4 separate regions of the Mus musculus genome follow, and all the other regions are linked to region 1. Evidence: chromatin contacts called from public HiChIP or PLAC-seq data. All regions are on one chromosome and are shown on one strand. The core of a region is the stretch at or near the end of the contact, and the rest is flanking DNA. Distances in the headings are between cores, read along the strand shown.

Evidence for each region. HiChIP or PLAC-seq counts read pairs in DNA pulled down with a chosen protein or histone mark.
Region 2: an H3K27ac HiChIP or PLAC-seq map of embryonic stem cells shows a contact between it and region 1, with 11 read pairs. The contact joins two enhancer-like sites. A contact is called at or near these places in 1 of 484 Hi-C or Micro-C datasets (bone marrow-derived macrophages) and 4 of 115 datasets of contacts at active chromatin or transcription factors (embryonic stem cells and epiblast stem cells).
Region 3: a contact with region 1 is called in an H3K27ac HiChIP or PLAC-seq map of epiblast stem cells. The contact joins two enhancer-like sites. A contact is called at or near these places in 1 of 39 promoter capture datasets (embryonic stem cells), 2 of 15 datasets of contacts at CTCF or cohesin (large pre-B cells and pro-B cells), 35 of 484 Hi-C or Micro-C datasets (3T3-L1-derived adipocytes, the AML12 cell line, the C10 cell line and 23 more), 10 of 115 datasets of contacts at active chromatin or transcription factors (bone marrow-derived dendritic cells, embryonic stem cells, epiblast stem cells and 3 more) and 1 of 9 other capture datasets (embryonic stem cells).
Region 4: an H3K27ac HiChIP or PLAC-seq map of embryonic stem cells shows a contact between it and region 1, with 5 read pairs. The contact joins two enhancer-like sites. A contact is called at or near these places in 4 of 115 datasets of contacts at active chromatin or transcription factors (embryonic stem cells, epiblast stem cells and extraembryonic endoderm stem cells).

Annotation. Positions count from the first base shown.
Region 1 is chr6:148,991,284-148,994,390 of GRCm38.p6, forward strand. Dennd5b (DENN/MADD domain containing 5B) reads right to left here. Exons shown (of 21, transcript NM_177192.3): 21 at 1-2,606. The coding sequence ends at 2,423. Among named protein-coding and RNA genes, the nearest start is that of Gm25539, 26 kb to the left of the region's middle. Within about 2 kb of position 1,653, at least 58 of the 459 cell types and tissues checked have an H3K27ac peak or open chromatin away from gene starts, as enhancers often do. A contact at or near this core is called in embryonic stem cells, epiblast stem cells and stem cell-derived epiblast-like cells, where this site is marked.
Region 2 is chr6:149,454,729-149,457,835 of GRCm38.p6, forward strand. All of the region lies in intron 1 of Bicd1 (BICD cargo adaptor 1), which reads left to right. Among named protein-coding and RNA genes, the nearest start is that of Bicd1, 47 kb to the left of the region's middle. Within about 2 kb of position 1,538, at least 12 of the 459 cell types and tissues checked have an H3K27ac peak or open chromatin away from gene starts, as enhancers often do. A contact at or near this core is called in embryonic stem cells, where this site is marked.
Region 3 is chr6:149,373,756-149,376,862 of GRCm38.p6, forward strand. No RefSeq gene overlaps it. Among named protein-coding and RNA genes, the nearest start is that of Gm38930, 23 kb to the left of the region's middle. Within about 2 kb of position 1,621, at least 115 of the 459 cell types and tissues checked have an H3K27ac peak or open chromatin away from gene starts, as enhancers often do. A contact at or near this core is called in embryonic stem cells, epiblast stem cells and stem cell-derived epiblast-like cells, where this site is marked.
Region 4 is chr6:149,355,815-149,358,921 of GRCm38.p6, forward strand. No RefSeq gene overlaps it. Among named protein-coding and RNA genes, the nearest start is that of Gm38930, 4.6 kb to the left of the region's middle. Within about 2 kb of position 1,432, at least 23 of the 459 cell types and tissues checked have an H3K27ac peak or open chromatin away from gene starts, as enhancers often do. A contact at or near this core is called in embryonic stem cells, where this site is marked.

The sequences.
Region 1 (3,107 bases), core at 403-2,902:
TATAGGTAATTTTTTGTTTTTTTGGTACTACTTTAAGTAACAGTTTTAAACTTAAGCTGGAATGCAACTCTGCTCCCATTTTTTAACCACAGATGTAATGCCTAAGAGATTAAGAACAGTTTGGTAGGCAGGGCTCTCACATGAATCCCTCACTTAGGAGGTAGATCTCTCCAGGTGAGCCTGGTCTACAAATGAAGTTCCAGGGCCAGCCAGGGATATACAGTGAGATCCTGTTTCACAAACAACAACAAAACAATCTAACGCGGCAAGGCAAGCTTCAGTCCTTATTATTCTGCATCACAGAAACATAGCTTCCTATCTGTACAGTTGACTGAAGATTCAACAGAAGAAATGATCCTGAGTAAGAATGTCTCCGAGGTTGGTTTCATGCTCTCGGGTGTGGTAAAAAGCATAAATTCTAACCCTTGTGTTGTCAAGGGGGAGAGGGCAAGAATACAAAGTCTTTGATTTGAAGTGTCCTATTTTCACCTATAAAATGAAGAGGCTGTACTTGCTGTTGGGACTCAACTGTGGAACACTGACTTAAAAGTCCACCAAGCGCTCAGCATCAGGATGGCCCCATGGGAAAAGACAGCAATAAAACCCTGGGATGGACTGTATCTTAATTTGTGGATGTTTCCTATAGTAAGTAGATTGGTCTCTAGAATACTCTCATTCTACTATAAACACCCTTATTCTAAGTAAACAAACCACTGGGTTACACAGGTCATCTAGAGACATGTTCTAAGCCCTTTCTTTCCATGGGTGTGTAAATGTATCCTCAGCAACCCTTTTCTTCAGAGTTTCTGATAAAGGGCATGAGGTACTTGATCTATTAGTCCCTTCCTCCAGTAAACAGGAAAACAGCACTGCTGGCAAGAGCCCAGGGCCCTGAGATTGCACACGGATCCTGAGAGGCCATGGCTTGGGTTTTCAGCTACAACAGGGAATAAAACCTGGAGCTCTGCCGAGGCAATTTTGCTACTAACAAGGTATCGGTGCCTAATTAGAGTTCCGAAACTTACTCACCAAAAGATAAAGATTTATGTAGTTGCTAACATTTGCTTAACAAAAAAATAAATAAGCTATCAAACTAGAAAGGTTTCAGGAGTTCCTAAATTGTCTCTTGAGTCAAATTCACTCCTCAGTCTGCCACAGTGGCTTTTAACTTCTCTGGGACAATTGCTTTACATTTCCCTGAAACACCCAGAAAGGCTTCATTCTTTCTCTCAGCTTCTGTTATTTGCATTATCATGGTCAACAAATACCTTCACAAAAGCATTCCAAATCACACTGAGACCTCCTCCTTCTCCCACATTCCTTTTATTTCCTGAGAGGGGGGATGGGGCGGACAGAGGGAGTGGCTGGAACCTAACAAAGACTGGGCTGGTAGTTTAGCTCCACTTAAAGAGTTTAGATGGCCAAGTTAAAAGTCACACTGTTTCTTACAGTTATGGCTATATGATTGATACTAAAATTCATTATCTCAAAAGCCCTATCAAAGAACAGTAATAAAAATTCCAAGAACGAAGCCTCCAGGCTAATCTTTCAAAAGTAAAGAAGTTAAAGTCCCATGCTTCTCAGGGCTTCTTGTGTTTGCTTTCCAATTAGCCAAGCTCTTGGGATCTGGTATTTGCGCTCTCTCTCTCTCTCTCTCTCTCTCTCTCTCTCTCTCTCTCTCTCTCTGTTGAGATAGGGTCTTGCTATGTAGCTCTGTCTGGTCTGCAACTCAGATGCACCTGCCCCTGCCTCCCTAGTGCTGGGAGTGCGCCACTATGCCTTGCTGGGGTCTGATATTTAAAATACTTTAATTATCTTTTCCTTATGCCAATGAAAAACGTTCCCAAAAACTAAAAAAATTACTCATAATTCAAATGTATTAAATGGTTTATAACTTAAAAGGTACAATGAGGACTGCTGTACACTATGTAAAGCTGTATACATTCACCACACACAGGATGGGACTCCAGGAGGGATGGCTGCTTCAGGACAAAGCATTCTGGTTCCTTTGTGAGACCTGGAGGGAAAAAGAAGCCTTCCTGGGTTGCACTATGTACACATTTACTGGCTTCTTCCTGACTAGCACCGCTTTCCCCACCCCCAACATTTTTAAACTACTTATTTTAAGTCACAGGGATATTCAATCTAAGAAAAGTATCTTATTAGAGTAATATAATTTCTTAAAGATAGCATATTTACACACTTCTAACACATGAAAATACTCTATTTTATACTAAATTTCAGGTTCAAATGAACTACAATACAGCACTTTGCCTTGTCTGCAGAGTGGAGACTGTTCAAACTGGGGCTTCCAGTGCACTGCCCCGGCAGTGCTCACTATGGTCAGACCGGTCCAGATAGGTCCCCATAGTTACGGAAGCTTCAGGAGCCAGGGGTAGATGAAGAGTTTCTGCCGGCTGCTTTACACATCCACTCCTTTGATTAGTGATCCTTCCAAGACTATGGTGAAATCCTGAATGGTCTGAAGAATTCGGATAAGGGAGTTGACAGTCATGTGGTCTCGAAGCAGTGCATTCTCTTCATACATTCGGGTGATGGCAGGACATTCTGCTAGCAATGGAATCCACTGTGGAAGCAGGTGATCCCTACAGACCAAACAGACACAGGACTTGAGCTCTAACAGATACAGTGTAACTGGCTCCCCCTTGTGTCTTTCCCTTTAATTATCAGCCTGTTGAAACAATACAATTCAATCCTGTTCCTCAAAACCCTAGGATGATTGGGTGTATATATTTCTCTCTCTCTTCCCAATATGGGCACATGGAATAAATCTCTCTTCTGCTTCTCACTATGCATTTTATTTTTCTTAAAGATTTATTTTATTTATATGAGTACACTGTAGCTGTCTTCAGACATACCAGAAGAGGGAATCAGATCTCATTATAGATGGTTGTGAGCCACCATATGGTTGCAGGGAACTGAACTCAGGACCTTTGGAAGAGCAGTCAGTGCTCTTAACCACTGAGCCATCTCACCAGCCCCTCGTCATTATGCTTTTTAAACTTAAGAGCAGTGAATGCTCTTAACTGCTGAGCCATCTCTCCAGCTCTTGCTTTCACTATTAATTAGGCTCTTTTACTTGGCTT
Region 2 (3,107 bases), core at 288-2,787, 460 kb after region 1:
TTGAAATACTGTATTTCTGTTTGGTGTCATGGAACTGATTAAGGAGACACAGAAGAGGTGAATTTTTTTAAAAGGAAGCAATACATTAACTGATTATAGATATTTGCATAGAACAATAGTTATTGAAAAGATTTATAGGGCTGGAGAGATGGCTCAGCGGTTAAGAGCACTGTCTGTTCTTCCAGAGCTCCTGAATTCAATTCCCAGCAACCACATGGTGGCTCACAACCATCTGTAATGGGATCTGATGCCCTCTTCTGGTGTGTCTGAGGACAGCTACAGTGTACTTATATATAATAAGTAAATAAATCTTTAAAAAAAGAAAAGATTTATAATGATGAAATATTTGGAAACAGCATAAAAACAAATCAAATGAAAGTATTTGAAGTTGTTAAAGATAACACTATATACATGTTTAGAATGTGTTTTAACTGAAAATTAGCTAGCAAGTCTTTTTATCTCAAGCTGGATTATTTTATATTCATATGATTTTGTGATTATAGACTGTTTTGTTTTATAACCATAAAGGAGAAATGAGAAGTTATTTCTACCAGTAAAAAAAAGCACAGTTACATCTCTTCAAATAAACTGTACTTTTCTTGGGGTAGCTGTAATTTTACGAACTTTGATCATTGCTTTAATTAGATGGAAGGATAGTTGAGGATAGTAGTCCCTTCAGAACCCACTGAATTCACCCATTCATAGTATACAGAGGTCAAATTGCATGTGGCAGTGATGAGAGAGACACAGCACAACATTACGGTGAGAGGGCATGAATGTACAAGAACAGAAAAAAAAAAAAAAGCCCTGGTCAGAGTTTCTTCTATTGGACTTCAGTTCTTGCTAACCCTGTGTCAGCTAAACAGACATGACCATGATTGTTACTAGGGCTAAGCTACAGTTTTAAGGAAAATGCTTAAAGTTTTATGGCCTGAATCGTATTTCCATCATAGAGTTGGCCTGCGTAGGCCTATTAAGATCTGAGAGCTTATTACATTTGACCCCCATTACATATTTTCATATATCATATTTTATTTTTTCTAACTTACCTCTAACTCTCAAAATTTATTAGTTTTGTTTTTGTTTGTTTGTTTGTTTGTTTGTTTGTTTCAAGACAGGGTTCCTCTGTGTAGCCCTGGCTGTCCTGGAACTCACTCTGTAGACCAGACTGTCCTCGAACTCAGAAATCCGCCTGCCTCTGCCTCCCAAGTGCTGGGATTAAAAGCATGCACCACCACTGCCCTGTTGCAGTATATCTCCTCCCAAATATGCCCAGGCAATGAAAACACAACACAGTTAATTTGATTACATACTGTGCGCCTAGATTGGGCAGATCTACTGCTATACTACCATCTTCCACGCTTATGAGACCCCTTAGAACTTGCAGTTTCTCCAAGCCATGTGTTTCTGCTCTGCTTTTCTTCATCTTCCTCCTCTGCATCCTCTCCCTTTTCCATTTTCTCCTTCTTCTCTCTCCCACCATCTGTTCCACTTTTCCTTTTATCTGCCCAATCATCAGCTCTCCTTTATTTTACAAATTAAGGTGGGAAGCAGGTTTACAGGGAATTACCTAAGTGCTGACTCATTCCTTGTTCACAACCCCTCACAGGAGAAGGGAATTAACATCAAATATAATTAGCCCCAGGGCTATACACAACACTGCCCAGCCAGTTTTAAAAAATATTTTTATTTTTTTGAAAATATCAAACTTGTATACAATGTATTTTTTTATCACATTTCTCAACCAGTCCTCCCCCTAATTTTTCCACTCTGGTTGTTATTCTGTCTCACACAGTTCATACCTGGGCAAGAATATTGATAACTTTTTTCAACTAGTAGCATGCAGAGCACTTTCTGGTACTATAAAAGCTAGCCGGCAGAAGGAAGCTTTGAGGTCAATAACAACTTGATGTGGTGCCTTCACCAATAGGGCCTCAAAGTTCTGTTGGGAAAAGAAATAGCCTGTATTATTTTGGGGTCTTTGGTATCAACTACTTGAGGGAAAATAGCCTACATCTGCCACTGGGCTTTATTTTGCAACATAAGCTCCGAGCATTATACTCTTTGTAAGGTAACTCAAATTAAGTTCTTTAATAATAGGATTCAGTATGCCCTTTTAAATTTCTCTAGCATTAGCTATCTCTCCCCTCACTACCTCTTTTAACAGAGGGGAGCTCCTTTTATTTTCTTTTCCCTTTCCACCTTTCTCTTAGACAGCGTATCATTATGTAGCCCTTGTTGATATGGGACTCGATATATAAACCAGGCTGATTATGAACTCACAAAGATCCATCTGCTTCTGCCTCCTGAGTGCTGAGATTAAAGGCCTACACCACCACACCTGACTTTTTTTTTTCTCCGTGTAAAGTAGGAAACATATGGAAAATATACAATATTAACTAAAAAGAACATTGTGTTTTCATAGTTTTGTAAAGGTCACCGAAACATAAATAAATCTGAAAGGATATACCTTTTTTAAAGGGCTCATTCCCCACAAAGAAGACACTTTGCTTAGCAGTTTTCTGTGTAAAGTTTTCTGTAGAGGGTTAAAAAGGCCTTGTGCACACAGATATTGATTAAACACACAGCTTATCTCTTCAATGAAATGAGGTGTGTAGCTGCTCTTCTTGGAATATCTAGGAATGATATAGTTTTACAACCCAGTGATCCTTTGTTGTCTGATGAGATAGACTCTGCCTGTATTTCCCAGAATGTGTTTTTACTTATCCTAGATCCTTTCCACCTAAGTCCTGAGCATTGCTTCTAGGCCATAAAACCATCCTTAAGTCCTGAGCATTGCTTCTAGGCCATAAAACCATCCTTCTGAGTGATATCACTTGTACTTTACAACAGCCTAAATGACTTTTATGTTATCTTAGGTCCTGGGCAATCTTAACACTCACAGGCATTACATTTATCACAGTTAAGCTCCCTAGAGCCTAAATCTTGGGCATTATCTTTGAGTAAATAGTACCCATTTTGTGAAAGAAGCCAGATACACTTTGTACAGAATCTCAATGTAAACATGTTTTAAATTGTGTACGTGGGATTGAGTTCATTATTATCAGAAAACCCCTTTTTCAAAATTGTGCTGTGCTTAAATATGG
Region 3 (3,107 bases), core at 371-2,870, 380 kb after region 1:
TCTGGCCTTGCAGAAGGGTGTTGCTTGGGTGTCTGCTGCTATCTAGTTGGTGTCAGGCGCAGGTGCTGATCTGATTGAACCCAGGCAGTTACTCCATCCACTTTAACGGAGGTGGGGTGGTCAGCAACACCAGGGATTGTTTGCTTCTGAGTGTTCAGCACAGTCTCTTAACATACACCCAATCTCCACCTTGGAACTCTTGTGGAACCTCTGGGGTACCTGCATCATACAGGGCACTAAGTTTAGGCCACAGTTCCAGATGGCTGATCTGGGAAGCTTGCAATCAAACCATAAGATCCTTGTCAGCCTGAAAAGTCACTCTGGTGGGGATCAAGAGCCAGGGTCAAGGGAGTGGGTGTCCCATGCAGGATCTCAACAGGGGTCAGGTTAAAATGGTAGGGGGTGTTCAGGGCCAAGGGGAGGGGCACCAACCAGTCAAAGCCAGTCTCCAAGGTCAACTTAGCCAAGGTCTCTTGTAGGGGTTCTGTTTATTTTCTCTATCTGCTTTGAGCTCTGGGGACAGTACACACAATGGGGATTCCTATTAGTCCCCAATATCTCTGCCAATCCCTGACTTACCTTAAGAGACAAAAGCAGAACCATCGATTGTCCAATCTAATTACCTTGGGCACTCTGAACCTCTGGAAAATTTTCTTCTAATATCTTCTTAGCTACCACGGTAGCTGTTTCCTGCTTGGTGGGGAATGTTTCAACCCATCCAGGGAAAACTACACCTGATGGGTGTTCCCAGACTGGTATAGGTTTCTTTACAATGAGGGTCATCAGATCATACAATTGATGCATGATACATCTTTGTAATCTAGTCTTAAGACATGGCAGTTATGTAAATCTCAAGAAATGTAATTTCTTGGGTCTATTTTTATGACTAGTTACACATTACAATAAATAAGCTAAGCTACATGAGACTCCTTGCTAATTGCCAAACTACCAGTACAGAATGACCACAAATTCTTCACAAGAAATTTCCATAAAGCTTAGTTTCAATAGTCCCCAACAACTTATTATGTGTGTTAAGATGAACTAGAGGAGAAAATCCTGAAGGTTTTAAACAGTGATAAGCAAGCAAAAATATTAATTACTCTAATAGATTTGTATAGACTGTAAACCTACAGATTTTTAAAACCTTAGCTGTGTCATGTAATGTTTTCTTGGAAGTTGTCTTGTGAGAAGGTCATATGATGTTTTTCTGGAAGCTGTCTTGAGAAAGGTCATGTGATATTTTGCTGAAAACAGATACTTGAGAGGGTGGTGGGTGGTGGTGATATTCAGAAAGAATATAAGTAGAACCCTGAAGATAGTGAAAGGAAAAGCATCATGTACCCTCCCCCAAGACAGCGTCCAGAAAAACATCATGTGACACCACTGAGTTTTTTTTTTTTTTTAATGAAACCAGAAACTTTCACTTCAATTCTGTGCTTTGTAAATGTGTATAATTGTTTAAATTTTTCAGATAACAAAGATTGGGCCTGACAGGATCTTTTTACTTCTGCTTTCCATCGGCTCAGTATGTGGTTAGGAGTAGGGATCTACATGTCACTTCTTGCCTAGTGTTATGGTTGAAGTGACCTCTCAGTTGTGGGACACTGCTGCCATCAGGTGGTGATAGTCACTTAATGACTTCTGATGTGAAGAAACAAATCCTTTATCAGATTCCAGAGACTACCAGTCAGAGGTGTGCACAAAAAACATGAAGGCTCAGCATGGTGGCACACACCTTTAACCCCAGTGCTTAAGAGTTCAGAGGCAAGTAGATTTCTGAGTTCAAGGCCAGCCTGGTCTACATAGTGAGTTCCAGGACAGCCAGGACTACATAGTGAGACTCTGCCACAAACAAACAAAAAGAAAGAAAAAAATATGGAGAAGCAAAATACAATACCAGAATTTCTACTTCCTTTCATTTTTATAAAAAAAAGGTCAAGTAATTGTACTAATATTGAATATATCAGTTGTGTTCAGAATTCTTCATCCTGAATGAATTCTAAGTTTCCGCTCAGTATCACCTTCTCAGGGAAACGTTGAAGCCTCATGCTGTTATCAAGCTTAGAGGCCACAGCCTGTACCCCAAACCAGGTTCAGTTATCGGTCCTCAGTGGGCCAATTAAATGAGTCAAATTAATAGCGGAAGTCAGTAAGAGAAGATTTATTAAATATGGCCATATTGGAAAGATAGACGAGACTCTGTAATTCTATGTCTTAGGGTAACTATTGGTGTGCTAAAAACACAATGATCAAAGCAACTTGGAGAGGAAAGGGTTTATTTGACTTACGCTTCTATATAACTGTTCATCATTGAAGGAAGTCAGGACAAGAACTCAATCAGGGCAGGAACTTGGAGGCAGGAGCTGATGCAGCAGCCATGGAGTCATGCTGCTTACTGGTTTGCTTTCCCTAGCTTGCTCAGCCTGCTTTTTTTGGTTTGTTTGTTATAGAACTGGACCCTCCAACATTGTCTTAGTTAGGGTTTTACTGCTGTGAACAGACACCATGACCATGGCAAGTCTTATAAAAAGCAACATTTAATTGGAGCTGCTTACAGGTTCAGAGGTTCAGTCCATTATTATCATGGAGCATGGCAGCATCCAGGCAGGCATGGCACAGGCAGAGCTGAGAGTTCTATGTCTTCATCCAAAGGCTGCTAGTGGAAGACTGACTTCCAGGCAACTAGGGTGAAGATCTCATACCCACACCGAGAATGACACACCCATTCCAACCAGGTCACACCCATTCCAACAAGGCCACACCTCCAGATGGTGCCACTCCCTGGTCCAAGGATATACAAACCATCACAAACATCAATCACTAGTTAGGAAAATGTTCTACACACTTGCCAGAAACTTGAGCTTATGGAAGCATTTCCTCAGTTGAGGCTCCTTCCTCTCCCATGACTCTGCATTGTGTCAGGTTGACTTAAAACTAACCAGCACACCCCCTAAATCTTTGGGGTCCTGAAATGAGATTAAAGTTAAAATAATGAACCAGGGATATACAAATCAAGGTATGGTTCTGTCTACTTCAAATATAATAATGTGGCCTCATCTCATGCCTACAAATAATTCTCCCCAGAAATAGCATTGCTCTCCACACGT
Region 4 (3,107 bases), core at 182-2,681, 360 kb after region 1:
ATAATGAAAGGAAATCAAATAAAATAAAAGGTTTAAACTAAAAAGGCCTGGGACTTAGACTGCAAAGAAAACAAGCCCGGGCCTGCCTGAGTTTGTCTTGAAGCTAGGTCACTTGGTCATAACGATAAGGGAAGGAATACAGGAACTGGTTCTGACTATCTTGCCTGACTCATTGACCACCTGGCAGGCCGGTGCCTCCTGCTCACCCCCCTTTCTATAGAGAGCATAGTTAAAAGCTGAAACATTAACCAGATGCATTGTCAACTCAGATAAGACACCCCCCAACACACACACTTTAGAATCCTTATATGCCCAGGCCTGCACGTACTACTCTGCTGACTCATAATCATGTTGCTGATGTTTGAATGGGCCAATCATATGTAACCACGCCAATTCTTCCTAGCCCCTAAACCCTACCCTATTAAAACCCCGAGTTTTTGAGTCTCAGGGTCAATTCCTCTGTCTCCTGCATGAGATATGTATCGACCAGGAGCTCCGCCATTAAAGCTACCTCGTGCTTTTGCAACAAAAAGGTCTCTCGTGTTTCTTTGGGTAACCAAAGACTTGAGTGGGGGGGCTCCTTCCTGGGGTCCTACAATAATAGGGGGGGATGTTTTCATGATTGATGGAATTTACCTAAATCCCATGGAGAAGAACGATTCCTCGAGTAAGCTGTTTCTTAAAATGTAAAATAATAGAGGATTTTAAACTATGGGCTTTCCTTTAACATCTGGATTAAATCTCACTGCTTTCACTCATTACAGTACTGCAAATTTTAGCCAGAGGAAGCATTCAGGTCAAAGAAATAAAAGGTACAGAAATAGGGAGAAAGGAAGTCAGATTTCCTTGTTTATAAATATGATTCTTGATTCTTATTTGTGTATTTGTGTGTGTTTGTATGTATTTGTGTGTTTGTGAGTATATGTATGTATGTGTGTGTGAGAGTATGTGTATGTTTGTGTGTGTGTGTGTGTGTGTGTGTGTGTATGTATGTGTAAATGACCAAGCTCGCTCGTCAGTCAACAGGTTCTCCAGCCCAGGAGTGAGGATTAAAAAGAAATATGACAGACAACATTGTAGCATGACCCCAGTCAATTCTGAGACTGAAGGCAAATTTAATTTTCCCAATCCACTTTTTTTTTAAAGACTTATTTTATTATTATGTCTAAGTAACTATAGCTGTCTTCAGACACACCAGAAGAGGGCATCAGATCTTATTAAGGATGGTTGTGAGCCACCATGTGGTTGCTGGGATTTGAACTCATGACCTTTAGAACAGTCAGTTCTCTTACCCACTGAGCCATCTCTCCAGCCCCCCAATCCACTTTTTAATACCATTTTAATTACATGCAAGTATTTAGGGTGAGTAGTACAATGAGGAACTAGCAAGACAATAGTCAGGGACAAGCTAGACAATAAACACAAAGCCCCATGACCACTCCAGTGATAGCTGTTTCTAAGGATGATCAAGATATCTGAGCCTACTTCCTTGTTCTACCCTAAAGCCAGATTCTTACTTCCTTGTCCTTGGCCAATGTCAGGTTCCTGCCTAAGCTTACTTCTTTTTTTTTTTTTCTAAGCTTACTTCTTTGTCATGCTCTAGTGTCAAATTCCTGCCAAGACCATTGGCCCATTTCCTTGTCCTTGGCCAATGTCAACACTCCAAAGGGCTCTCTGCATGTATGTTTGTATGTTTGTGTGTGTGTGAGTATATGTGTATGTATGTTTGTGTGTGCATGTGTGTGTATGTTTGTGTGTGTGTGTATATGTGTGTGTTGAGTCAGGGTTTCTTTATGTAAAAGCTCTGGCTGTCCTGAAACTTGCTTTGTAGACCAAGTTGGCCTTGAATTCACAGAGATCCACCTGTTTATGTCTGGGATTAAAAAATGTGTGCCTGCCGGGAGTGGTGGCACACGCCTTTAATCCCAGCACTCCGGAGGCAGAGGCAGGCGTATTTCTGAGTTTGAGGCCAGCCTGGTCTACAAAGTGAGCTCCAGGACAGCCAGGACTACACAGAGAAACCCTGTCTTGGAAAAAAACAAAACAAAACAAAACTGTGCCATCATGCCTGGACCTAAATATGATTCTACACATTGAAAACTATAAGGAATTCATCAAAAGACCATTAGTATTGACAAAAAGATTCAGTAAAGTTGCAAGATACAAAAAATTCCACATACCAAAAATCATTGTTTTGTTTCTCACACCTTTCTCTTTCTGGCTCCCCACCCCCCACCCCCGGGCCCTAAAACAGGATCTCTAGCATAGGTTGTAGCTGAAGATGACCTTTCTGATTTTTCAGCTTCCATTCCACAAGAGCTACGATTACAGTGGTGCATAACTGGTTTATGAAGTGCTGGAGACTGAACTCAGGGCCTCCTACATGCTAGACATGCATGCATACCAATTGAGATACACTCCCAGCTAGAGTAGTTATATTTTTATGTACTAATTATTTAATTGCTGAGAGATTTTAATAAACCCATTCATAATAGCTACAAAAAAATTAAATTTCAAAGGATAAATTTAACCAGGAAACTGAAAACCTTTACAATGCAAAGTATACTGAAGAATAAAGATAAAAAATTACTGAACTCTTCCTCACCCCAGAGCCCGACCCCTCCCATCTAGAGATTGTTCCCAGAACACTCCTGAACTCTTCACCCCAGAATGCATTCCTGAACTCCTCACCCTAGAGTTCGAACCCTCCCAACTAAAGACTGTTCCAAGAACATTTTTGAGATAAGGGCCTCCTGGAACAACCTCAGAATGAACCGGGTACATTGCCAAATAATAGGACATGACCCCTTAGTTACGTAAAATTCCCTTGGCAGAACCCCTTAGTTATGCAAACTTGTACTTTCCCTGCCCCGCTCTCCCCCCTTGAGTTTTTCCTATATAAGCCTGTAAAAAATTTGGCTCGAGGTCGATTCTCCTCTACACCATACTAGGTGTATGAGTTTCGACCCCAGAGCTCTGGTCTATGTGCTTTCTTGCTGTTGCTTTATTAAATCTTGCCCTCTACATTTTGAGTTCGGTCTCAGTGTCTTCTTGGGTCCGCGGCTGTCCTGAGGCTTGAGTGAGGGTCTCCCTTCGGGGGTCTTTCA